Regions from separate parts of the Sus scrofa genome. Here all the other regions are linked to region 1. Evidence: chromatin contacts called from public Hi-C, HiChIP or PLAC-seq and promoter capture Hi-C data. All regions are on one chromosome and are shown on one strand. Each heading gives the region's core, a stretch centred on a gene start, on an enhancer-like site or on the middle of the called end of the contact. The rest is flanking DNA. Distances are from core to core; before and after follow the strand shown.

What was found. Promoter capture Hi-C pulls out the DNA fragments that hold promoters and counts their contacts. Hi-C and Micro-C count contacts between places; a contact is called where the count stands out from the background. HiChIP or PLAC-seq counts read pairs in DNA pulled down with a chosen protein or histone mark.
Region 2: a promoter capture Hi-C map of liver shows a contact between it and region 1, with 8 times the contacts expected there. The contact joins the promoter of TRAK2 here to the promoter of NOP58 in region 1. A contact is called at or near these places in 1 of 5 promoter capture datasets (liver) and 1 of 2 datasets of contacts at active chromatin or transcription factors (skeletal muscle).
Region 3: a contact with region 1 is called in an H3K27ac HiChIP or PLAC-seq map of alveolar macrophages. The contact joins the promoter of NBEAL1 here to the promoter of NOP58 in region 1. A contact is called at or near these places in 1 of 5 promoter capture datasets (liver) and 1 of 2 datasets of contacts at active chromatin or transcription factors (alveolar macrophages).
Region 4: a Hi-C map of skeletal muscle shows a contact between it and region 1, with 2.6 times the contacts expected there. The contact joins the promoter of WDR12 here to the promoter of NOP58 in region 1. A contact is called at or near these places in 2 of 47 Hi-C or Micro-C datasets (liver and skeletal muscle) and 2 of 2 datasets of contacts at active chromatin or transcription factors (alveolar macrophages and skeletal muscle).

The regions. Positions count from the first base shown.
Region 1 is chr15:105,890,942-105,896,887 of Sscrofa11.1, reverse strand. NOP58 (nucleolar protein 58) reads right to left here and starts at 3,280. Exons shown (of 14, transcript XM_021075921.1): 1 at 3,018-3,280. The coding sequence starts at 3,062. LOC102166561 (a long non-coding RNA gene) reads left to right here and starts at 3,326. Exons shown (of 3, transcript XR_308179.3): 1 at 3,326-3,473; 2 at 4,305-4,393.
Region 2 is chr15:105,053,434-105,059,379 of Sscrofa11.1, reverse strand. It overlaps TRAK2 (trafficking kinesin-binding protein 2), which reads left to right and starts at 3,326. Exons shown (of 16, transcript XM_021075699.1): 1 at 3,326-3,528. It overlaps STRADB (STE20-related kinase adapter protein beta), which reads right to left and starts at 4,162. Exons shown (of 12, transcript XM_003133587.5): 1 at 3,888-4,162; 2 at 523-613. The coding sequence starts at 534.
Region 3 is chr15:106,513,562-106,519,507 of Sscrofa11.1, reverse strand. It overlaps NBEAL1 (neurobeachin-like protein 1), which reads right to left and starts at 3,226. Exons shown (of 55, transcript XM_021075109.1): 1 at 3,071-3,226; 2 at 1,921-2,204. The coding sequence starts at 1,971.
Region 4 is chr15:106,407,387-106,413,332 of Sscrofa11.1, reverse strand. WDR12 (ribosome biogenesis protein WDR12) reads left to right here and starts at 2,610. Exons shown (of 14, transcript XM_003133592.6): 1 at 2,610-2,997; 2 at 3,644-3,691. The coding sequence starts at 3,651. CARF (calcium-responsive transcription factor) reads right to left here and starts at 2,915. Exons shown (of 18, transcript XM_021075550.1): 1 at 2,793-2,915.

The DNA.
Region 1 (5,946 bases), core at 2,031-4,530:
TGGAGGTTCCCAGGCTAGGGGTCGAACCGGAGCTGTAGCCACTCGCCTACCAGAGCCACAGCAACGCCAGATCCAAGCTGCATCTGCGACCTACACCACAGCTCGCAGCAATGCTGGATCCTTAACCTACTGAGCGAGGCCAGGGATCAAACCCAAAACCTCATGGTTCCTAGTTGGATTCATTTCCACTGCGCCACAATGAGAACTCCTTCAGTAAGATTCTTAACCCACTGCCACAAGGGGAATTCCTGAAGAAAACTTTCTTAGAGCATTCTATTCAAGCATGAATTTTATGCAGTCCATATAAATTTATACCCCAGCTTTGAAAGATTAAGGGGACCGGAGCTAATAACCATGTACTGAACATCTACACACATGTTTCAGAGAATATTCACACCTTTAAGGTGTACAATTTACTTTTAGTAATTCTTTCAAACTTGTTCAACTTATTTTAGAATATTCTGTATGTCAATTTTATTCAGAAAGAATCAATAACTGCTACTGTAGTTCCCACCATAGCCCAGTGGGTTAAGAATCTGACTGCAAAGACTTGGGTTGCTGTGGAGGTGCAGGGTTCCATCCCCAGCTTGGTGCAGTGGGTTAAAGGATCTCACTTTGCTGTGTCGTAGATTGCAGCAGTGTTTCGGGCTCAATCCCTGGCCCAAGAACTTCCATATGCTGCCAGTGCAGCCATGAAATAAAAAAATAACTGCTACTAATTCCAAGTATTTATAAATGAAACAATATTTCAGAATATTCACAAGCCTTTGGTTATTTCTCAATTAGGTTACATAAAAAATAAATTACAATTTGACAATTTTCAATAGTAATTTAAGTAAAATCAAAAACTGCAATAGAAGGAGTTCCCATTGTGAATCAGTAGTAACAAACCTAATTAGTATCCATGAGGACTAGTTTCAATCCCTGGCCCTGCTCAGTGGATTAAGGATCCGGTCTTGCCAAGAGCTGCGGTTCAGGTTGCAGACTCGTCTGGGATCCCACGTTGCTATGGCTGTGGCTCCAACTCACCCCCCCTAGCCTGGGAACTTCCATATACTTCGGGTGTGGCCCTTAAAAAAGCACAAAAAAAGGAAAACAAAACAAAACAAAACAAAACACTGCAACAGAATACCCAGGACTTATTTTTACGGAGGATACTCTATATTAATAGAAATCAGTAGTAATTCCTCATATGACTTTATACTTTATGACCCAGGGTCTAGAAACCACACAGTTGCTAAGCCAGTTCCTTCCCACCGTTGGATTCAAGCAGTGGAGAGTGCATTTACACCTCCCCCGCCCCTTAGCATCCAGTTAAGGATGTTTGTTGTAACATCGATTTAGATGAAACTCATCCAGACACCCACACACTATAATGGCTATGAGAATTTGGGGGGCATGAGCAAAATGCTGAGACCTTGGAGAAGATTGCAAAAAGATGGGGAAAAGCCTAAAGGACCTATTCCTGGGCTCTATGGACCTTTAAAGTCCCTTAAAATTGCTAATAATGCATTCAGACAAATCTAATGAGAGGAAAGATAAGAAATATCAGCTTTTGGTTTTAAATTATCTTACTGTTTTTTTTCCCACTTTTTTTGGCTGCAGCATGCAATGGATTAGTATGGAATCTCAGTTCCTAGAGCAGGCGCTGAACCAGACCACAGCGGGAAGCTCCAAATCCTAACCACTAGGTCACAAGGGAACTCCTTTATTGGTTTTCTTAAAACAAGTACTTAATGTAATATGCAAATGGTATTTTCAAATGCCAAAGAGAAACTTGGAAAATAAAATGAAAAACTGCACCAAATCGACGTTTTGGTACCATTCCACACTCTCTGCACCCATATCAGTTTTTTTGATTGATGCCTAGAATCATACCATATTTTATCTAGCATTTTTTACCTTGTCAGTACATATGAAAAATATGCTTTTCATTACTATGTTTGTAGAGCACCAGGATACCACTCAATTTACCTCATTCTCTTAACATCTCAATGGCACCCTACTAAACGATAGTCACATTGTTCAATTATTTATTCAATTATTTCCTTGCTGATGAAGTCAATTTTATTTGTTTATTTATTTATGGTCTTTTAGGGCCGCAATCGTGGCATATGGAGGTTCCCAGGCTAGGGGTCCAATTGGAACTGTGGCAGCTGACCTACACCACAGTTTACTGCAACGAGGGATCCTTAACCCACTAAGTGAGGTCAGGGATCGAACCCACATCCTCATGGATCCTAAGTCGGGCCAAGACGGGAACTCCTTGATGAAGTTAATTTTAAACTTTCCCAATTAAAATAAGCAAAACTCAAATTTTCAGCTCAGATTTCTCCCCTGGGCTTCAAACTTGAAATGACCACTGCATTTCCATGTCTAACAGACATCAAACGCTGAAAACGGCCCAAAATGTAACACTTTAGTAACCCTCCCAGATCCCTAAATCTTCTCCCTACCACCACACCCACTTAAACCCCAAACTCACATTCTTTTATCCCTCAGCCAATCCCATCAGTTCTACCTTCTAATTTTCTCCCAATACTTCTTTCCACCCACACAAACCTTAATCCAAGTAACTTCATCTTGTCTAGATTAACGCAAAAATATCCTTGCTTCCTTTCTTGCACCCCGTCCCGCCAATCCACTTCACACACAGCAAAGCAACTTCATTAATAAAGTTAAATCAGTTTACTCCTCCGTTAAAGTCTCCCAATTACTCCTCAAATCACTCAACAAAATCCAAACTCTTTATCATAACCTGTAAAATTCTAATACGGCACCTGCCCACCTCTCTAACTGGGCCAAATCCCCTTACAGAACCGGGAGGCCCAAACAACGCCGCCACGTGTTCACCGAAATAGGCGCCTTCCAGGCCCAAACCTTCCAGGCCCTTCCTTTCGGACCAGGGGGGCAGAAAAGCACCCACGAGAACATGAGCGCTGTCGTCCTCCCCTTAGGTCTTTCCCTCTCCTCCCCTGCCCAACACCCGCCATCCCCCTCCAATGGCTCCCACCTACCTTAAAGATGGCGTAGCCGACGGACGTTTCAAACAGCACCAACATGGTGAAGCCGGGTCAGGGCGCCGAGTGGCGTGACACGAGATCTTAAACCAGTGAAAAAAAGACCAAATTTGTAGGCCCTCAAGGCCCGCAAGGCCGCGGCTGGCCAAGCACTTGGGCGCACGCCGTCCGGCAAAGAGCCAGACCACGTTGCAAAAACGTTCCACACCTGACTACATGCAGAAAGCGTCCCGGCGCTTCTCCTTCCCCAAGGCTTCTGGGACGTGACTTCACTTCCGACAGATGACGCGCAGCAGAGTCGCCCTGGCTTCCGTTTTGTTCCCGCCACAAAGGACCGTAAAAATATCGCGAGATTTCGTAGAGCGCAACCGCGGTTTTATTTGCTCAAGCTCAGAAAAATCTGAAAGGGAAAACTGTCCTGCTTTGGAGAATGGTGGTGGCTACGGGTTACGGGTACGGTCTTGTTCACTGCTGTGGCTTGGGTCGCCGCTGTAACGCATGTTCGATCCCTGGCTTGGGAAATTCCACCTGCTGTAGGTCTGCCAAAAAAAGAAATTAAAAACAAAAATAAACAAAACCTTCAGGGAGTTCCTCTTGGGGCTCAGCAGGTTAAGAACATAACTAGCATCCATGAAGCGGCAGTTCGATCCCTGGCCTTGCTCAGTGGGTTAAGGAGCCAGCATTGCGGCAAGCTGGGGGCTTGTAGGTTGCAGATGCAGCTGGGATCCCATGATGCAGTGGCTAGGCTGGTAGCTGCAGCTCCGTTTCAACGCCTAGCCTGGGAACTTGTGAGGCAGAATAATAATTCCAATAGTTAGTGTAGGAACACGGGCTTCCATATATTCCCTGATTAATGTCCACGGTTTTAAATTTGTAAAAACAAATCAAGATAAACAGCCCTTGCTTGTTGGAAGATTAACTACTGAAAGTACATCTGTGGACATTAACCTCTGATCTACACATTTGGCTGCTAGAAAAGGAATGTAAAGAATGGCAACTCTAAGTCTAAGGGAAAGAAGAACAAAAGGACCATAAAGCCTATGGAGTATATCCTGACTCTAAGCCCCTATTGGACAAGGCCCAGTATAGGTGCTGGGCAAGGCCAACAGGGAGCAGGACTGATAGCAGGACCCCATGTTGGTACCCCTGTCTTTAAGAGATAACACCTCCTTAGAAAGTTAGTGTGTGGGAAATCTTCCTCTCCCTCGCAGTGTCTGTGCTGGGAGCTATCTGCCTTTCTCTAATAAAGACTTTTGCTTTCTTGCTGCCTGTGTGTTCACAAAGTTCATTCTTCAGCTCCGTGAACAAGAACTGGGATTCCGGTAACATCTTTCCGGGGCCTGTCCAAGATCTGATACACCAGCACTCATAAGGTAAGCAAGCTTGTGATTTTGCTTTCTACTTTGTTCAGTTCCTATTTGCCTCTTGAAAGGAGAATGAATGTGTGTGCCTGAGACGTGTCATGGACACAAAGCCAGTGTGGAGTCCTGATCCAAGTTTCCATTTAAGCCCCTGAGTGACCTCATATGGCTATAAGGCAGACCTTCTGAGCCCAGTCAGACCAGGAGTCCCAGTCGGGGGTTTACATGGACTTGCCATATGCTGAGAGGCACCAAACGGGATGTCCCACGAGGGAGACGGCCAAAGACGGCTGAAGCAAGTCACAAGGCAAACTTTACAACGTGGCCTTCCCCTTCTCCCACCCTGGGTACTCCTCCCTCTATATACTCTAGCCTTTGTAAAGCATTTTGGAAACCACAAGTTACTTTATTCCTGAGGATTAGCAATTTTCAAAAGACCTGTCATAAACAAAAATACTGTTTTTGAGACTTTTTTTTTTTTTTCGTCTTTTTGCTATTTCTTTGGGCCGCTCTCACGGCATATGGAGTTCCCAGGCTAGGGGTCTAATCGGAGCTGTAGCCACCGGCCTACGCCAGAGCCATAGCAACACGGGATCTGAGCCACGTCTGCGACCTACACCACAGCTCACGGCAACGCCAGATTGTTAACCCACTGAGCAAGGGCAGGGACCGAACCCGCAACCTCATGGTTCCTAGTCGGATTCGTTAACCAATGCGCCATGATGGGAACTCCTGTTTTTGTGACTTCTTAAAAGGTGAGGGAGGGTTTAAAGTAGCCGTCCCTACCCCCTTACGAGACTCACCTCCATCTTCCCTATTTTTTACAGCATATCAGGAAGCAGCATATCACAGTGAGCAATGTTAGCTGAGTGGCCAGAGTCCAGTTTTTAATGGAAATCCATCTTTTAGTGGCATCCCTAAGAGGACAAGACACAGGGAGGCCCCTTACACTGTGGGAAGAAGATCTAAGGGCTATATGGATAAAGGTCCTCATAATCCAGTTTTATAAGCTTAGAGAATACCCCTTAAATTACAAGTCCATCCCATTGTAAAGCAGATTTGAGAAAATTTACTGACGATCCACATAGATACACAGAGGTCTTTCAGGGTCTCACGCAATCTTTCAAGTTGACCCGGAGGGACATCATGTTATTGCTGAACCAGACATTGACTACAAATGAAAAGAATAAAGTTTTAGAATGAATATGCTCAAGGCCGGGGAGATGAGTGGTATGTTATAAATGCCAGGAGTAAATCAGAAGAGGAGCTAACATGATTCCTACAGGAGGTCAGGCAGTTCCTGTGAGCAATCCCAATTGGTCTACTTATGAGGGAGACAAAGAAATTAGCATAGGAACCATTTTATCACTTGTATAGTTGAAGGCCTAAAAGCAGCATGAGTGAAGCCTGTTAACTACTCTAAACTATTGGAGGTCTGTCAAGGGGAATAAGAGAGTCCATTGGCCTTCTTAGAAAGGCTCAGAGAGGGATTGAGGAAGCATACACCAATGCACCCAGAATCACTGGAGGGCCAAAAAATTCTTAAGAATAAATTCATAATTCAA
Region 2 (5,946 bases), core at 2,077-4,576, 840 kb after region 1:
CTTGGGATCTGAGCCGAGTCTGCAAACTACACCACCTCAAGGCAATGCTGGATCCTTAACCTACTGAGTGAGGTCAGGTATCAAATCCATGTCCTCATGGGTATTAGCTGCGTTCGTTACTCTAAGACACGATGGGAACTCCCAAAAGGCTTATTTTTAACACTATATTGACTACCTTTAGTCAGATGGAAATGTGTAAAAAAGAGTTTTGAAAGATTTAAAGGATAAGGCATAGCTCAACTGGATGAAAGAACATCTAAGGACAGTAAATGTATGAAAAAAAGTGGGTATGGGACAAAGGAAAACAAGGAGTATAACAGAAAAGGACAGGAGAAGCACTTTTTTAAAAAGACAAAAACCCAATGAAAATATAACTCATTTTTAAAGACCAGAAGTCATTCAGATCAAAACAACATCTTAAAGCATAAGAATATTCCATCAGAGTATGTCCTCTATGACCTTGCACTAACCTCTAACTACTCTGTTGATACAAAATTAGATCCATGTTTATTAAAAACTTACCAAAAGAGACATTGAATCGCTTTAGTTCACAGAAAGTGACAAAAATCCATCTATTCCAAAGATTTCTGCTTTATCTTCAAGAAATATCCTACTATAAAAAAAAAAAGCAAAATAACTTAGATTTATATACAAACTCTTTGAAGACCTAGTTGCCATAAACCCATTGCTATTTGGGCAGCTATTCTCTAACAGAGGATTACAGACATTTCGGCAAAGTGTCCTTAAAAGCATTTCTGTTTACTGAAGACTATTTGGGACCTGACATTAAAATAGAAAGGCAGAGTGAAGTGGAAAGGAAATTCTGAATATTTCCAAAGTCTCCATATACCCCCATCTTTCCTTTCCTATCTTTTCTGTATTATGTTTTTAAAAAACACTAAGCAGATATAAGAATACAGAAAAGGCAATGTTGGACACACTTTTGGTTAATAAATGGTGCCAACTATAAATATACTCCAAGAATTTCCAATGGTTCCATTTATAAGTAAACTTTGCATCTTCCAAAATGATTTAATAGGTAATTAATCTTCCTCATCTGATTAATCACCATTAAATCACTTAGGGTCACTGACCAGCAAATTTGGGAAAGAATCAGGATTAGTAACAGACTAGGAATTAATACCATTTTCTTCTCGCCATATGTTTTAAAATTTTTTGTGTCATTTCCATACAAAAATAATAGTTTCTGTAGGTCGAATATTTTTTATTTTATGATTCTTAGATCTGATTTCTTTTACTTCTTGGAATTTACTGACATATATGAAAGATACGCAGTAATCATACAAATAAGTTCTGTCCACTTTCATTAACGGAGTACTAAGCTCAATAGTTTATGAAGATTCTAACAGATTCAGAGGGTTAAAAGAGCTTCTTCAGATTCAAGGAGCTACTAAAGCACCACCAAAAGTTTCCAGATCTTTCCTAAAAGGTGGTAATGCTCTAAACCTGCTAGTGCCAGGTCTTTCCTTATACCTAACCAATATCTCTTTCATCTAAATTGTGGCTCATTATTTCATTTTAATGAAGTTCCCAAGTCTAATCAAGGTATCTACAAACATCTGAACAAAATGAGAAAGAAAAAGACTTTGCTCACCATAGAGTAGCAGCCAATTTTATTGCTAGGGAAGGATGTCAATTTACTCAGGATATTCAGTATAAACCAAAGACAGAAAACAGGACGAAGAAAAATCTGAGAGTGCTTGATTATTTTGTCACCTGCCATTCACTATCATCAATGTAAGACGCTGGTGTCTGCTGTGTTACAAGAGGGGGAATGCAACACCTGCCCTGCCCACTTTCCAAGGTGACTGAGATCAAATTGAATATTTCATCTGAAAGGGCTCAGAACTAGCAAATATTGTGTCAATATAAGAGCTGAAGAAGATGTTTTGAAAGGTACACTCAGATATTATTGGTGGCAGTACCAAACAATAGGGCTCATTTGGAAAGCAGGTTGGCAATGTTTTAATAATGATAAAAATGTTGGGACATATATAAACTAATATATATACAAAAATCAATCAGTAACAAGGCCTACTATATAGCACTGGGAATTCTATTCAATGCTCTGTGATGGCCTATACGAGAAAAGAATCTGAAAAAGAATCGATATATGTATAGCTGATTTACTTTCCCGTACAGCTGAAGCTAACACAACATTGCAAGTCTACTCCAATTAATTTTTAAATATTCATACCTTTTGACCTAATAAAATTCTCACTTCCATTAACTTATTCTAAGGAAACATCCGAGTAAATGAAAAAACCACACACCTGAAAGTCACTGTGCTATTGACTAAAAAAGCCAAGTATTCACTTCACAAATGTTTAATGAATGCCTGTCATGGGTCAGGCACTGTGCTAGGCACTTGGGACACTCATTAGTGACCACCGCAGACAAGGCCCTGACCACTTGTAGGGGACATTCCCACAAGCAGTAAGATTAGAGATATCATGATTAACTGAATTTCCTGGTTCTCAGGATTTTGTTTCCTGCTTTTCCCACGTAATATAAGTAAGTTCTTAAACAACAAAAATTTTGTAAACTCCATTACACTTTTTTTTTCCCAGAAAAACTCATAAGAAACACAATCTGTGAGAACTGTGCATGGGTTAATCCCAGAGATTTTGCTTTAGATGTGACAGACTATTAAGAGATAATATTATAAGACATTTTGAGGTCAAGGCAGCAGCTGCCCCTGCTAAGGGCAGCGGGGGGAGGGAAGGATAGCTTTGCTGTCATAATTTTCTCCTGCATGCGCTTTCACTAGGTATAAATATAAATTCTTTAAAAAAAATCATGGTGAGACTTGTATTTCTAAATATATTCACAGGTACATCAGTGTGGTCTCTTGCACTTGTATCTAAAAAGCTAATTAGGATAAAGCCTTATAAATAATTTAAATCTGTTCTATATTAATGGTTCCTCCTAAGGCTTTAATCTGAAAGGTTAAATTAACACTTGCTGAGAAAATCAGGAGCGCATCTAAATTACACAACTGGGGAGGGGGGAGAGAATTAGTTAATGTAAACATCCAAAAGAGACCACTGTTACTGGGAATGCAAAAAACCTGATTTAACTGCGCAGAGCTCTAAGATTACTGTAAGTTTCAAAGGGATCCTGGGAACCCATAAAGTCTTAAAAATTAGAGCGACGCACAACTCAGTAGAATTTTCCAAACTTAGCATCGTGACTCACACTTTCAAAAAATATTTACGAAGTGCCTACTGTGTGCCAGGCTCTAGGCTAGGTAGGCGCTGTCACAAATTCTGATCAAGTTCTAAGGGAAAAGGTGCCTGACACAACAAACCCACGAGGAAACAACACAACGCTGAACTTAAATACCGAGGACCAAACGCAGCTTGAGCATTTAATGATGTAAAAGCTTCCTTCCGAGTCCTGTTTTGGGGCACTTTGTTAGCGAACTCACAGAAGGTGTCACACGGAGCGGGGGCCGGAGGGCGTCCTCGGTTTGGAAACTTCTCGAGCGGGGAAGCACGGCCAAAGGTGAGAGCAAGGGTAAGGGTGGGGGTGGCGGGGCCGGGGGAGAGCGCGGCGGGCGGATGGGCCCCCAAACACCTGGCACCGCCAACCCCAGCAGGCGCCGCCTACGCCGCACGCAGGTGCCTCCGCCGCCGCGAGGCCCAGGACTCCCGGGCAGAGCCGGAGCTGCGCGGGGCGCACGGGCCGGTCGCCACGCAGAGCCGGGCTCCCTCCACAGCCCCGCTGGCCGCCCGGGCTCGGGCTTGAGGCAGGGTGGCGAGTTCTAGTCCCGGGCTTCCCGAGGTTAGCGCGAACGCAACCGCGCTCCCTCACGTCCCAACTGTCCCTCCCTTACCCTCCCCGGCCCGGCGTCCCCTCATTACCTAGGCGGCGACCAAAGCCAGCAGCTCTCCTCAGGCAGCCAAAGGTGCAGGGCCCGGGTGCCCGGCCCGCCCAGGGGCAAGGCGAGAGCGCAAGGCCCGCTCCCAGCGCGGGCCGCGAAGCTCAAGAGGGCGGCGCGACCCGGACTGGGACTGTGGGCCTGGAACTCGGCCCCAGCCCGGGGCACCCCGCCGGGACGGGATTCGCCCCACCCCGGCTGCAGGGTCGCGGCCCCGCCTCCCGCCTCGGGGCCGCCGGTTAGGGGGCGTGGCCTTTCGTGCTAGGGGCGTGGCCTAGAGGAAACTGCAATTCCCAGCAGGTAGTGCGCTAGCGCCTTAGAGGCTGCTGGGAGAGTGGGTCTCGTCCTCTCTTCCCCAATTGTGCGGGGCGGGGGACTGTAATTGAGCCGGCGTCGCTGCAAAACCGAAGTCGCCGAGTGATGATGTTGTGAAGTCGCCCACCAGTCCCTGCCACGCCCGGGCGGTTACAGGCAGCGGCGGCCGCTTTGGCTGCTGCTCCTAGGCTGCCGCCGCTTTTAGAATCTTCTCCTTGAAGGAGCGCGGGCGCAGGACCGAGGACCCCGGGCTATTCCTGTAAGTAACCTTCCCGCGCACGACCCGAACTTGCTCTTGCCATCTTCTCTTGAAGGCAGAGGAGCCTCCTCGCCCCGCGCTCCTCCTGGTCCTCGGAGGTCGCGCGCGGACACTGGAGCCGGAGCTGGGTACTGGAGGGCTGGGTGCTCGCCGGGTCCCCGCCCCGCTCTGGGAAGCGGGTGGTTTTCTAAGGATAAGGGCGAAGTGGTGGGCATTGGACTCTGGTCCCCGGGTTCACCCCAGATGCGCCTCTGAGGAGGATTAGCAGTATCCCATCCTCTGCCGGACAGTACTCACCTAGTGCCCCATCCCCGAGCGATGAGCGGCTTTAGTGTCTGGACGTTAAACCTTAAGCCTCAGTCGCCATCTGTGATGGGAGAGAGATGAGACGATAGTGGAAAAGAGCTCTATGTTGAGTTGGGCTTTTCTTGCAATTGATTTTGAGCCAGACGTCTTTTAAAAGAAAGACAGTTGCCTTTAGTTTCAACCGTAAATAATGAATATTGGCAGATATCCTTTTAGTATCAGCATAAAGATAATCTCCCAAACACTTGAAAGACTTCTGGGTCATTTTAATAGTGGTGAACTCGGTTACTTGCCCACGAGCCTTTTATTTAAACCTGCAGTTTCTGCCCCAGAAACAAACTTTTCACTGGAAATTCATCAAGCTAGAATGGACCATAGAAATAAAATGAAAAGGACTCTTCCAGGTTTTTGTTTTTAATTTATTTCAGTCATTTTTCCCCTCAACTTCAAATCTTTGCTGTAGAATTGGAAGTCTGAGCTAGAGTGATCTCCAAATAGCATGTTGACGGTGGTGACATGACACTACAGAAGAAATTGTGAAGGACATTTGGTGGTAAGAAAGGGCAAGCATGAAGACACTTTATCATCTCAGCAGTTATTCCAGCTTTCTGTTTTTAAAATTCAGTAACATTCAGCAAGTCTCAGACATTCATCAAACACTGAAAGACAGTTGTTATATTTACATATCTTTATTCATAGGATGACAGGAGTCAGACAAACATTTGAGTACTTCCAATCAGCCAGGCATCTCAGTTATGAGCTCTACATACGTTGGATCTCTTAATCACTAAAATAATTCTGTTGCATAATCTGAGGTTCAAAAACTTTGCTTATGTAACAAGTAGAGATTCATACCTAGATCTATCTGCCTTACTTCAAAGTGTGGGTCAGGTAACTTGTACCTACTTCAGAATTACTGACCTTAAAAAAAAAAAAAAAATTACTGACCTTAAAGGTTGGAAAAGCATTTTCCAGCATTATTTCCTAATACCGGTTCCTACTGCATACCTTGGACATCTAGAATAAATCCTGAAGCCCTGCTTTAGTGCTTTTGAACCAGTTGTTCTATCTACTTGCAATTCTCATCCTCCACAGAGTTAAAGACCATTACAGGGAGTTCCCGTCGTGGCGCAGTGGTTAACGAATCCGACTAGGAACCATG
Region 3 (5,946 bases), core at 1,977-4,476, 620 kb before region 1:
TAGCTTATTCATGAACTGATGAAACAAAATCATTAAGCAATGATTTTTTTGAAAGCAGGTGGAAAATTTTTATCTTATTAAGTGCACAAATGATTTAAATCTTAAACATAAAAAATGAGATTTATCTTCCTCTCCAAGAACAGGCTTCAAGATTTGACCATGAAGGGCCTTCATTATTTACTTAGACATTCTCATAAAAAAGGGTTCACGTTGATGTTAAATCATTAAGAACTAAAGTCTGTTTCTGTCAATGATACTGTCTTTTCAATAAGCACAGTATCACTTAAATAAAACATGAATTCGACCTAGAAACAATATAACTAATTAATAAGACAATGTAACCCCATTTACTTTTTGTCATTCTGAAAATGTAAAAACCTAGTAAGTTTGATGGATTTTTAAAGACATCATTTTCAAACTACTAGGCAAGCATACTAAATGCATTTTGATTTTTGGACGACGTGTTAGTGACTATTTTCAAAAGTTGGTGAATTGGATTCTTTTTTTTATTGGAAGAGTGGTCTATTTTTAAAAAGACATTTCTGGAATTAAATTACACAAGACTAAAAGCTATTTTAAAAATCCATATTAAACATTTCAAAGTATACGTCCTTCAGTAACTGTAATATCAAACCAGGAAGTAACAGAAAATTCCAGTGCAAACTCTAATATTTAATATTAAGATAACTGAGGTCATCTGTTAAAGAATAAGTTGTTCTTTAAAGAGGTGAAAGTATAAAAAGGGAACCCAAAGGGATAATGCAAAAAACGCAAGCTGAGACTTGAGAATTTCACCACATAGACCTAAAGTAACTTAAGCAGTAAATTGGAGATGTTACTCTGACCCTTTTCAGTATCTTCAAAGTAGTAATCAGCTCTCACTGGAAAAACATGTTTTTAAGTAATACCTTTCTCCCCCAATAACCTAAAATCAAAGTTAACATGTAAAGTCATATAAAGATGAAAAAAGAAAAATTAATTTTGAATGACAAAAGTAAAAATAATGAGTCATAATGGATAAGAGCATGGACTAGAATCAGACAGTACAGAGTCCAACTAGGTACAGAAGCAGAAGTGCCTGCTTCTCATTGGCCTCTTTAACCTCTGCATCAGTTTTTCTCATCAGTCAAAAAGGATAATTACAATACCCGTTTCACATGATGATTGTGAGGATCAAGTAAGACAATGCTTCTAAGGTGCATTAGGGCAAGCTTACAGTAACCACCTCAAGTCTATAGCCCTTTTATACAATAACCTTTTTATACAACTTAAAAAAGATTAATTATGAGAAAAATGTTTAATGGTCTTATAAAAATATCTCTATCAGTACTTCCACTTGTGAGAGGGAAAAAAACCAAACAAAAATATAAATATTTTTATCTTAAGGTCATAGTTTTACTTATATAATGTTAGGATCACTGAAGAAAAATATCAAGTTAAAACCACACCCTAGGAGTTACCATCTTGGCTTAGCTGCAAGGAACCCGACTAGTATCCATGAGGACTTGGATTCAATCCCTGGCCTTGTTCAGTGGCTTAAGGATCTGGGGTTGCCACGAGCTGTGGTGCAGGTCACAGACACAGCTCGGATCTGGTGTTGCTATGGCTGTGGTATAGGCAGGCAGCTGCAGCTCGGATTTGACCCCTAACTGGGGAACTTGCATATGTGACGGGTGCTGCCCTGAAAAAAGACAAAAAATAAATAAAAGCACACCGTACACTTTTTAATAACATGCCAATATTGGGTATGTGTTCGAACTTGCAAAAGCAGAAAACAGAAAATCCTGCGTTTTTACATTTGAGGTCATTACTATAAATAAACATGATATTATCCATTAAATAAAATGTTAATAATGGCAGTTACAAAAGTTTTTATAACAAAGTATTTTAAAACTTAGAAATAGAAAGAAAAGTAGTTACCTTCGCACAATAAAGCATCCAAAGTTCGAAGAGTCTCTCTCTGGATGCCATTCTGGCTTTCACTCTGGCACTTTAATTTTTCCTCAAAAAAAAAAATTGTGTTCAAGACCACAGTATGTTCATTTTATTTTCCAAGTTTTTCAGCTGTTACAATAAAACTCAAAGCAGTAGGGAAAACAAAAAGAAGTGAAACAAAGGACGGTCTGCTTTCTGGTTAATAAGATTCAGTTTCAGCAGTTATTCCAACATATATTCATCAGTGGTCTTTGGGCAATTACATAAATCTGTAAAAGAGAAAAAGATGCAAGATTCCCTTTAACAAGAGGCCATATTAACAATTATGGGTTTATAAAAACTAGAGATTTATTTTCTTCACTGCCCACAAACAACTGGCTAAGCTTTCACAACTGATCGGATTTCACAGAAATTGGTATTTCAGAAAAACATCACAGCTAATACAATATTTCACATCAACAGAAAATCAGAATCCTCTTGGGCAGAACTCAAAGATGAGTATTTTTCATAACAAAAAATGTGTCCAATGATAGTAAGCAGCAAAAACGCCGTTCCCACTCATACATTTTCTATAAACATAAGAAAAAGCACACATACTGACATATTTCAAAGACAGAATCCCTTGGAATTCTCTAGGCTGCTTCTTAAAACTTCTTGGGAATGTTTGTCGCTGTGTTGCAGGGCAGGGCGTGGGGAGGAGGGGGAAGAATTTCTGGTTTGTTTGTTGCAACAATCCTCAGGGAGTGAAAGTCGACCTTTCCACCTGGCCTCGCTACCTCTCCATCCAGTTAAGGAGCGCACAAGGAAAACACCGGCGCGGCAAGGAAAACACCTCGGGAAAACCTCCGAGTGTTTTGGGGACCTTTAAATTTCCTCCTCGCATCCCGGGCAACCGAGAAAGGGAGGCAAACTTAATGCGAGCCGAGCCGCCAAGAGAAGCTTTGGCAAAGGGGCAACGCGAGCTTGGCGTTCCGCGACCCACTACCCACGCCCTCTCGACCGCATCCGGGTCGACCTCGCCCCCTCACGGCCGCCCCCCTCTCTACCGCGCCCTCACCCCCAAACACCCTGGGCCCTCCCATTTCTGCCACGCGGCCCCCTCTTCCCTACGACCCGCTCGCCTCACCACGCTCACATTGGGGGGTCGTGTTGCCGCCGCCGCCAGGCCGTCTAATCTGCTTCCCTGCCCCCCCCTTCCCCAGCGAAGCCCCGTGTCACCCCGCAGCTAAGCAGGCGGGCAGGAGAGGGAGGCGGGGCGGCGACCGCACGGGGCGGGGCGGGAGGCTGGGAGGGGGCCAGAGGAGGGGCTTTCCTCTCGGCTAATCATTCTGGCCTCTAAGGATTTACCCGCCCCAGGGCACTAGCTGTTCATTGGTTGCGAAGGCTGGGAAGGGGCGGGATGACCTGAAGCCTCGCCCCAGCATACCTGCGCAGTCGCAGTCGACCCGGCTTCTGAAGACCCGGCGGCCGGTTCCCGGTGGGGCGCTCCTGTCGGCCCCGAGCTGAACGAGACTAAGGACCGACGACGTGCTTACGTCCACCCGTTGCTGCTGCCGGGGATGGGCAGACAGAGCGTTCGGCTCGTGGCGTCATTTCCGGGAATCATTGGAGGGCAGGGAACCCTACGGTGATAACTAAAGAGGATTTCATTTTGATTTCTTTTTGTAAAAAGGGGATTGGTCCTGAGAGTGTACGCTAATGTAAGAACAGACAATTGCTCCCACACGCACCCCAAAATCCTTTATCGTGTTTGTGTCTCATACTTCCGCTGTCGCTGAGTGTCAAGCACAACGGGCTTGTTTCATCACTACTAAAGAATTAAAAGGGCTTTGCTCTTAAAAAAAAAAAAAAAAAAAAAAGATACGAAAGGAAAACAACTGCATTTACTAGCTATAGACCACTTTAGGGGGAAAGGTGCTTAAGGAGTTGGGGAAAGACGCATGAGATTAGTACACCTAAACATTTTTAAAAAACTTTTATTGTGAAAAATGTCAAACAGTATACAAAAGTAAACTAGTATAATGAAATCCCGTATACCATCACTAGTGTCCCATCTTCCTTCCATCAATATCAGTAGCTGGCAAAGTGTACAGAGAAAAAATATTTTAGGTTTTGCAGACCATCCTACTTGAAAACTTAACAAAAATCAAAATAATATGTCATGATATGTGAAAATTAGATGAAATTCAAATTCCATTGTTTTTAAAGTTTGTTGGAAAACAGCCATACTCATTCCTTTACAATTGCTCCCTAAGGTAGCAGAGTTTTGAATAATTTGGGGTAGTTGTTAGCAAACTGTGCCTTTTCAAAATCTCTTGGTTCTCCAGCAGACCTGTGAAATGACATGTGAAAATTTTGGAAGTGGCAGGAGGAGAAGAAATTACCCTTGTTGCCATATTCCCCGTTTTAGTAATTAGCTGCTTCATTCTCCTAGAACCTAACAAGTATCCTCGCTGTCTTTTTTATATATGTCACATTCAGACTAAGCCTTTCAGCTGTATCTTCAAAACACATCTAACTATTTTTCTACACCACTACCACCAGGATGTGAGTTACTACTAAATCTTTTATGGATTATTGTAGTAGCCTCCCCATTTGTCTCTCTGCCTCTGCCTGTACACTCACCCCACTCATGGATTAGTCTCAACATAGCAACAAGAATGACCTTTCAGCATAGAAATAAGATGTTACATCCTTTGCACAAAACTTTGCAGTGGATTCCCATCCCACTTAAAAGGGCCAACAAGGACTTATGTTTTCCTCCCACACTTCCCTCTTTAACATCTCCAACTATTTTATTCTGGCCTTCCCTTATATCACTCCAGACACATGGCTTCCATGCTGCTCCTCAAATTCACAAAGCACATTCCACTCTCTGGGACTTTACCCAGAATATTGTTTCCCCAGATGCCCACACACAATCTTCAAGTCTCTGTTGAAGAATCACCATGTTCAGAGTTCCCACTATGGTGCAATGAGATCCACAGCGTCTCTGCAGCATCAAGACAGAAGTTCAGTCCCCAGCCCTGCACAGTGGGTTAAAGGATCCCATGTTGCCACAACTGTGGTGTAGGTGGAAACTTTGGCTTGGATATGATCCCTGGCCCGGAACTCCATATGCCACAGGGCAGCCAAAAAAAAAAAAAAAAAAAAAGAATCACTTGTCCATTGATGTACTCTGAATGTTTGTGTCTTCCCAAAATTCATATGTTGACATACCACCCCCCCAAGGTAATAGTATTAGGAAGTAGGCCCTAAGTCATGAGGGAGGAGCCCTTACGAATGGGATTAGTGCTTTTATTAAATAGGTTTAACTAGCTCCCTAACCCTTTCCACCAAGTGAGGATACAAGGAGAAATCTGGGACCTGGAAGAGGGCATTCACTCAACCATGCTAGCACCCTAATCTTGGACTTCCAGCCTCCAGAACTGTGAAAAAGGAATTTCAGTTTATAAACTACCCAGTCTTTGGTATTTTCTGTAGCAGCCCAAACAGACTAAGACATCTGCGTGCATTCCCTGACACTTCTTTAGAAAACAGCATCCCCGGAGTTCCCATTGTGGCTCAGTGGTGAGGAACCCAACTAGTATCCATAAGGAAGTGAGATCAATCCCTGGCCTCATTCAGTGGGTTAAGGATCCAGCATTGCTGTGAGCTGCAGTGTAGGTTGCAGACGCTGCTCGGAACTGCATTGCTGTGGCTGTGGCATAGGCCAGCCAATTCAGTCCCTAGCCCGGGAACTTCCATATGCTGCAGGTCTGGCCCTAAAAAGACAAAAAAGAAAAAAGCATCCCCTATTCTCCCTTAATCTATTTTTCACCATAGTATTTATCAGATGACATATAATTTATTTGTTTAGTGTGAGTTTCCCCCCTAGTAAAATTAAGCACCATGAAAACAGAGACTTTGCTTTCAAGTCTTTTGGACAGTGTCTTATACACAGTAGGAGCTCAATAAACATCTGCATACTGCATAATGAAAAAAAATACCTATTTCACTATGTATCTGTAC
Region 4 (5,946 bases), core at 1,361-3,860, 520 kb before region 1:
GTTCCTTTTATGATTTATACAAAGTTGCTATGAATGAGTCATGTCAAAAATTAAATCAAGACTCCTAGTTCACAAATATTTTATAGAATAATTTATTTTTTAAAAGATGGGTTTTGAAGGTTATAGTGGGTTAAATCAACATTGAAACATTAAATGTGTGCAAATAAATATAAACAATAAACAATCTATTTTAACTTTTAACTTTTCAGGGAAAAAAAATTAAGGCCAATGTTCACAATGTCTCTTTTATCTAAGGTTTGTCCTCTCCATAAACTTCCCTTTAATCTTGTTTTCTACCCATTTCTTACCCTGCACATACATATCTCTTTATCTCTTTGCTCTTTAAGGAATTTATATAATTATTTCATTTAATTCTTAACAATAACTCTGAGGTAGATCTTATCTCTATTTATAGATAAGAAAACCAAAGGCGTCTCAAGTAACTTGCTTAAGATCACAGAACATTCGAGCTTAGTTCAAAAGTAGGGGAAAGAAATCACCCAAATCAGGACTGGTTTACTCTTTATATCATACCATATCTATGCATACTCTTTTTATCATACCATACCATGCTATCATATACAGAAATAAATAAACTTCTAATAAAGAGAAACATATTTTCCAAGCTGTGGTTCTCCAGATAACAATGTGTCTTCATAAGGACCTTAGGAAATGAATCATGTAGGAAATCATTATAACCAAAAGCTTGAAGTTAATGTTCTTAGTAAAGAAAAACATTCAAAGTAAAAATACTAACTACTCTAGGTATTACATGGAGTGAACACCAAATGCGACACATAAGTCACTGCTGAAAAAGCATCCAAGCCATCAGAGTAGGTGTTCAGCTATCCTGGAATGTTAACTAATTTTCCCTTAAAAAAGGTCTCAGTCAAATGAAACACATATTTCAGTGAACTCAACATTTCTGCTTTGCAAACTGAAGTCTTATTAAGCACATATTTAGGTTTTGTATCTTACTGATCATATTTTTCCATTTGAATTAGGATCAACCTGTATTAACTACCAGGTATAGTATTTTATTTTGATAAATTTTAAAACATAATAGTTAAAAATTAATCTGATTAACTATACATTTAAAAATATATTTTAACCAATGATATACTACTAAAATTATCTGAAAAACTATTAGATTTATTTCAAGTTTTAAGAATTTTAATTCAATTTTACTACTGTAACTTAAAAATCACATATGATTAAAGCAAATGATATTTGAAACTGTCAAATTTCTTTTTACTTCTACCAAATTCAAAATATATGGGTTAAATAGCAAGACTTCAATTAAGAAGGAAAAAAAGTTTCAAGCTTCAGGTGGTCTAACTAAGACATACAGTTCTTAAAATTACAATGATGCACATGGTTAAATGACCACGGATTCTACTTGCAAGTCTAGTCCTTTCCTAGGCCCTCAGCACAGAGGTTTTTTCATTTTACTCTTCTAATCATGAGGCTAGTCCTTATTCACGTTGTCAAAGCTTCTAGTTCACCTGGTATCTAAAGGGTAATGGTGGTAATAATAGTTAACATTTACTCTGTGGCACTTAATCTCACAGTTGACCAAGATGTGTCACAGAGAAGTTATTAAGTAGCGGAGGCAGGATTCGAAATAAGGCATTCCGGTTCCACTACCCACATTCTAAGGTGAGTAAACGGAAAACGGTCCTAATTTCACTGTCATTGCTGCTAATAACAGATTATTTTTCGCTTACAATTGTTTAAATTCCTTCTCATAGTCTATGATTGATTTAAAAACCAGGCGTCTACTTAATCGTAGTACATCTTTAAGCAACGTAACCAAGGAGAGCTTTAGTTGTTTTCACCTGCACACATACCCCTTCCCAAAATTTTGCAATCCAGTTCTGCCTTACTCTAAACTGCTGTCTCTTTAAATTTCCCTCTTGGAGCTTCTCTAATGAATGCCTTAAAAAGCGACTATGAAATCTAGATAGTATCTCTCCATCCATCTTCCCTCAAAAAAACAACTCGGTTGCATTAGAATAACTCCCGGGACCATTTGGTCTTTGGGTGACTTCAAAAAAAAAAAAAAAAAAAAAGAAAAGAAAAGGTAAAAAACCGTAGAGAGTGTGGGAGGACGCCTTTCTCCTTCTAGATAGTATCTCTCCATCCATCTTTCCTCAAAAAAACAACTCGGTTGTATTAGAATAATTCCCGGGACCATTAGGCCTTTGGGTGACTTCAAAAAAAAAAAAAAGAAAGAAAAGGTAAAAAACCGTAGAGAGTGTGGGAGGACGCCTTTCTCCTTCTAAAAGGAAATTAAAAGGGGGCTCCTAAAGAGAAAAAAAGAACTCTAAAAAGCGGGGCGCGGGGCTGCGCATGGGACTACACACTGGGCGCTCCAGCCCAGGGGTCCGAATCCAAGGCGGTTCTTCCTTGCGCTCTGAAACCCTCCTAAAAACACGAACTTCCACCTTCTCCAGCGAACCCCGTCCCGGGCGGGGCGCAGTAGGCCTCGACACATAGGGCCCCGAATACCGCCCAAGGTGGGGCGCTGAAGGCGCCACCGACGCCGGGTTGCAGCAGGGGGCGGGGGCCGGCGGTTGCTCAGGGACCGGGCGGGTCAAGAGGCGGCGGGAGGAGGAGGCAGCAGGAAGAAAGGGGGGTTGGGAGGTAGTGTCCCGTCCGTCGGCGCAGACAGCTCTCCCAAACCTCGGACTCCCCCAGTCCCACCGCGGCCGAGCGCCCTATAGGGCGAGAAGGGAAGTCCAAAAAGTGCTGGAGTAGAGGGAAGAAAATTCAAAACGAGTCTACTCAACCTCGTCTTGGCTCCGAGGCCCCGCCATGGAGACCCTCACAGTGCGCAGGCGCACCCCTCCGGGAGCGCGCAGCGCAGTCGCTCGAGATAAGACCACTATCAGCCACCGTCGCGTTTCCCTTCTGATTCGTTCTTTCTTTCGTATCCCCTCCTCTCACCTGGATCTAAAGCTTGAAGCTAGTGGCGAAACACCAAGAAAAATCTCGGTAGACCGAAAGTGTGATTGGGAGTATGCTTGAGCAGATAAGCCCGGAAAGGCTTTCGTGAATTAAAGCTGATGGCAGAGGAAATATAATAGATATTTGGCTGGAGTCGGGAAGGTTTAATGCAAATAAGATATCCCTAGGGGAGAGAGGCAAGAAAGACTACAATTCCCAGTGGGTACAGCTTCTGACAAGCGCTGCTTTCTGGGGTTTGTAGTATCTAGGAGCTGTGTTTGAATTATCGGGCCTAAGGATGGCCTCTTTAAAAAAAAAAGAGAGAGAGAGAGAGCGCGGATAAGCGGATTTGAATCAGGCCTCTCTGTATTTTCATAATCGAGCGCAAGCTTAAATATATATATTTTTTAAATACAAACAAAATTAAAGGGAAACGTCGCCTTTAAGACTATGCCTTACTAATCGATGACTCCTAAATCTAGGAATAGGTAGTCGATGTTTGTGGGCTGGGCCTTGTGGAAGGGGAGCCTCGTGGTGCTTTCTGGCTAGGCAGGCCGGAGGAAGGAAAGCGGAAGCCCGGAGTTGGACTGCAGTTTTTCATATACACGTGCAGTGTAATTTTGAGCAACCTCTTTTTGTAGCCTTAAAGACCCGAGCACGGGTTATCTAACTGTTACCCTGTACGTTTCTGTAGGCAAGCCATGGCTCAGCTCCAGACACGCTTCTTCACTGACAACAAAAAGTAAGTATGCTTACTCTCTTCCTCTACCCACTTCTCCCTTCCCTGGGATTCTTTGAAATGACCGCTTAGGGATGGCCTTGTGCATCCCTGGTTGTCTTTGCCGTCAACTCACTTTTTCTGTTTTGCTAGACTCCTCGCTTGAGCGCGTTTTCCGCCCGGGTGAAAGCAGTACCTAGCGAGAATTTCTCAAGGATCACCGATCCTTCTGCCTGGCTTCTCAAGCTCTGTGTAATTTGAAGTGTAGAGGGGCCTGAAAGGCCTTAGGTTTGCGTCCTGAATGAAGCGCATTATATGTAACTGAACAATTAACAACAGGCCAAGTCGTTATATCCTGTCTGCTAGTGGTGTTTCCCAGTATCCGAAAACACGATTTCATTTTCTTAAATAGGTAATAGACAATGCCGTTCTAAACCAGGCTAGAAAGTAGAGCTCTCAATAGGGGGTTGATAGAACTGGCTTTAGGTAGGAGTGTGAAGTCAATTCAGTTACAAACTTGTGTATTTATATACATACATAGTGTATGTATGGTATACATACAGAGCTTTGTGTATGCATACCTGTATGTATATAAACATTTTTACCAATTTTACAAATGTTCTGCAGGTATGTAGCATTCATTTGAAACCTAGTTGTATTCTGTTTTGTGGCATATAGCACACTACTATTTAACTTTTTGTGTTCTATCTCTGATTATATAGAATGCCTCTTGATGGTAGGGACTATATTATTCTTCTTGGATTGACTGAGTCAAATGTTTGCCGAGATTTTCTGGTGCTGATGATAAATAGTAAATATTTGTTGTATTAACAAGCTAATGTAAGCTCTAAACTGAAAAAAATACTACCTCAATTAAGATTACACTTCTTGGAGTTCCCGTCGTGGCTCAGTGGTTAACTAATCCGTCTAGGAACCATGAGGTTGCAGGTTTGATCCCTGGCCTTGCTCAGTGGGTTAAGGATCTGGTGTTGCTGTGAGCTGTGGTGTAGGTCGCAGATAGCAGACGCAGCTTGGATCCTGTGTTGCCGTGGCTCTGGAGTAGGCCGCTGGCTACAGCGCTGATTAGACCCCTAGCCTGGGAACCTCCATATGCCAAGGGTGCAGCCCTAGAAAAGGCAAAAAGACAAAAAAAAAAAGATTACACTTCTTTGAGTTCCCATCGTGGCTCAGTGGTTAACGAGCCCGACTAGTATCCATGAGGACTCGGGTTCAGTCCTTGGTCTGGCTCAGTGGGTTAAGGATCCGGCATTGCCCTGGGCTGTGGTGTAAGTCACAGACGTGCCTTAGATCCAGCATTGCTGTGGCTGTGGTGTAGGCCCGCAGCTACAGCTCCAATTAGACCCCTGGCCTGGAAACCTCCATACGCTGTGGGTGTGGCCCTAAAAAGACAAGACAAAAAAAAAAAATTACACTTTTCATTCTGTGTTTGTAGCTTTATGAGTTGACCTGGTAAATCATATTCACTTATCTTGTATTGTTGCTTACAGTATATGTAAATTGTATTATCAGTGCACATATGTATGTGTACTTAGCCTAAATACTTCTCAAGGAATACGGTGATGCTGTAGCATAATCACTATGTTTTTTTCCAGTTGAAAGTTTTATGAAGATTGTTGTAGACTAACATGAAGCTTTAGGAAATAATCATTGATCACTGTATTTTAACTCCCGGAATAAGCAGATAAATGTCATGTGTGTTATGTGTATACATTAGAGTTTGTGTATATTTAGATTTGCGAAAAAGGTAACAAAACCTACAAATTAGACTTACTTTGTCCTTCCACATAATATGTTCTGATCACTAAAATTGGGGGGTAATAGATTTTCTCACTTTGCGTATAATTTACATATATGTGTAGAGTCATATTTTGAGTGAGTTGTGCTACCCTCCCCCTCATTTTACTGGCCAAAATAGTAAACCAAAACTTTTAATTTGTAGGTTTTGTTACCTTTAGGAGAACCTAAATAACTGCTTGCTTTTTTTGGCATGATGAGTATATAACTATAGCCTTAATACTCAAAGTATAGTTTGAGAACCAGCAACATCAGTATTACTTGGGAACTGGTAAGAAAATGCATCAATCTCAGACGCTACCTGATTTAGAATCTACATTTTAACAAGTTCTGAACCCTCTGCACCTACCCTTCCATTGTGGCAAAAAGATAAATTACAGCATGTCTTGATGAGCCCTGTTAAGTTCTACCTTAACATCTTTTGAAACTTCTCCATTACCCACATATACAGCCTTAATTCAGGC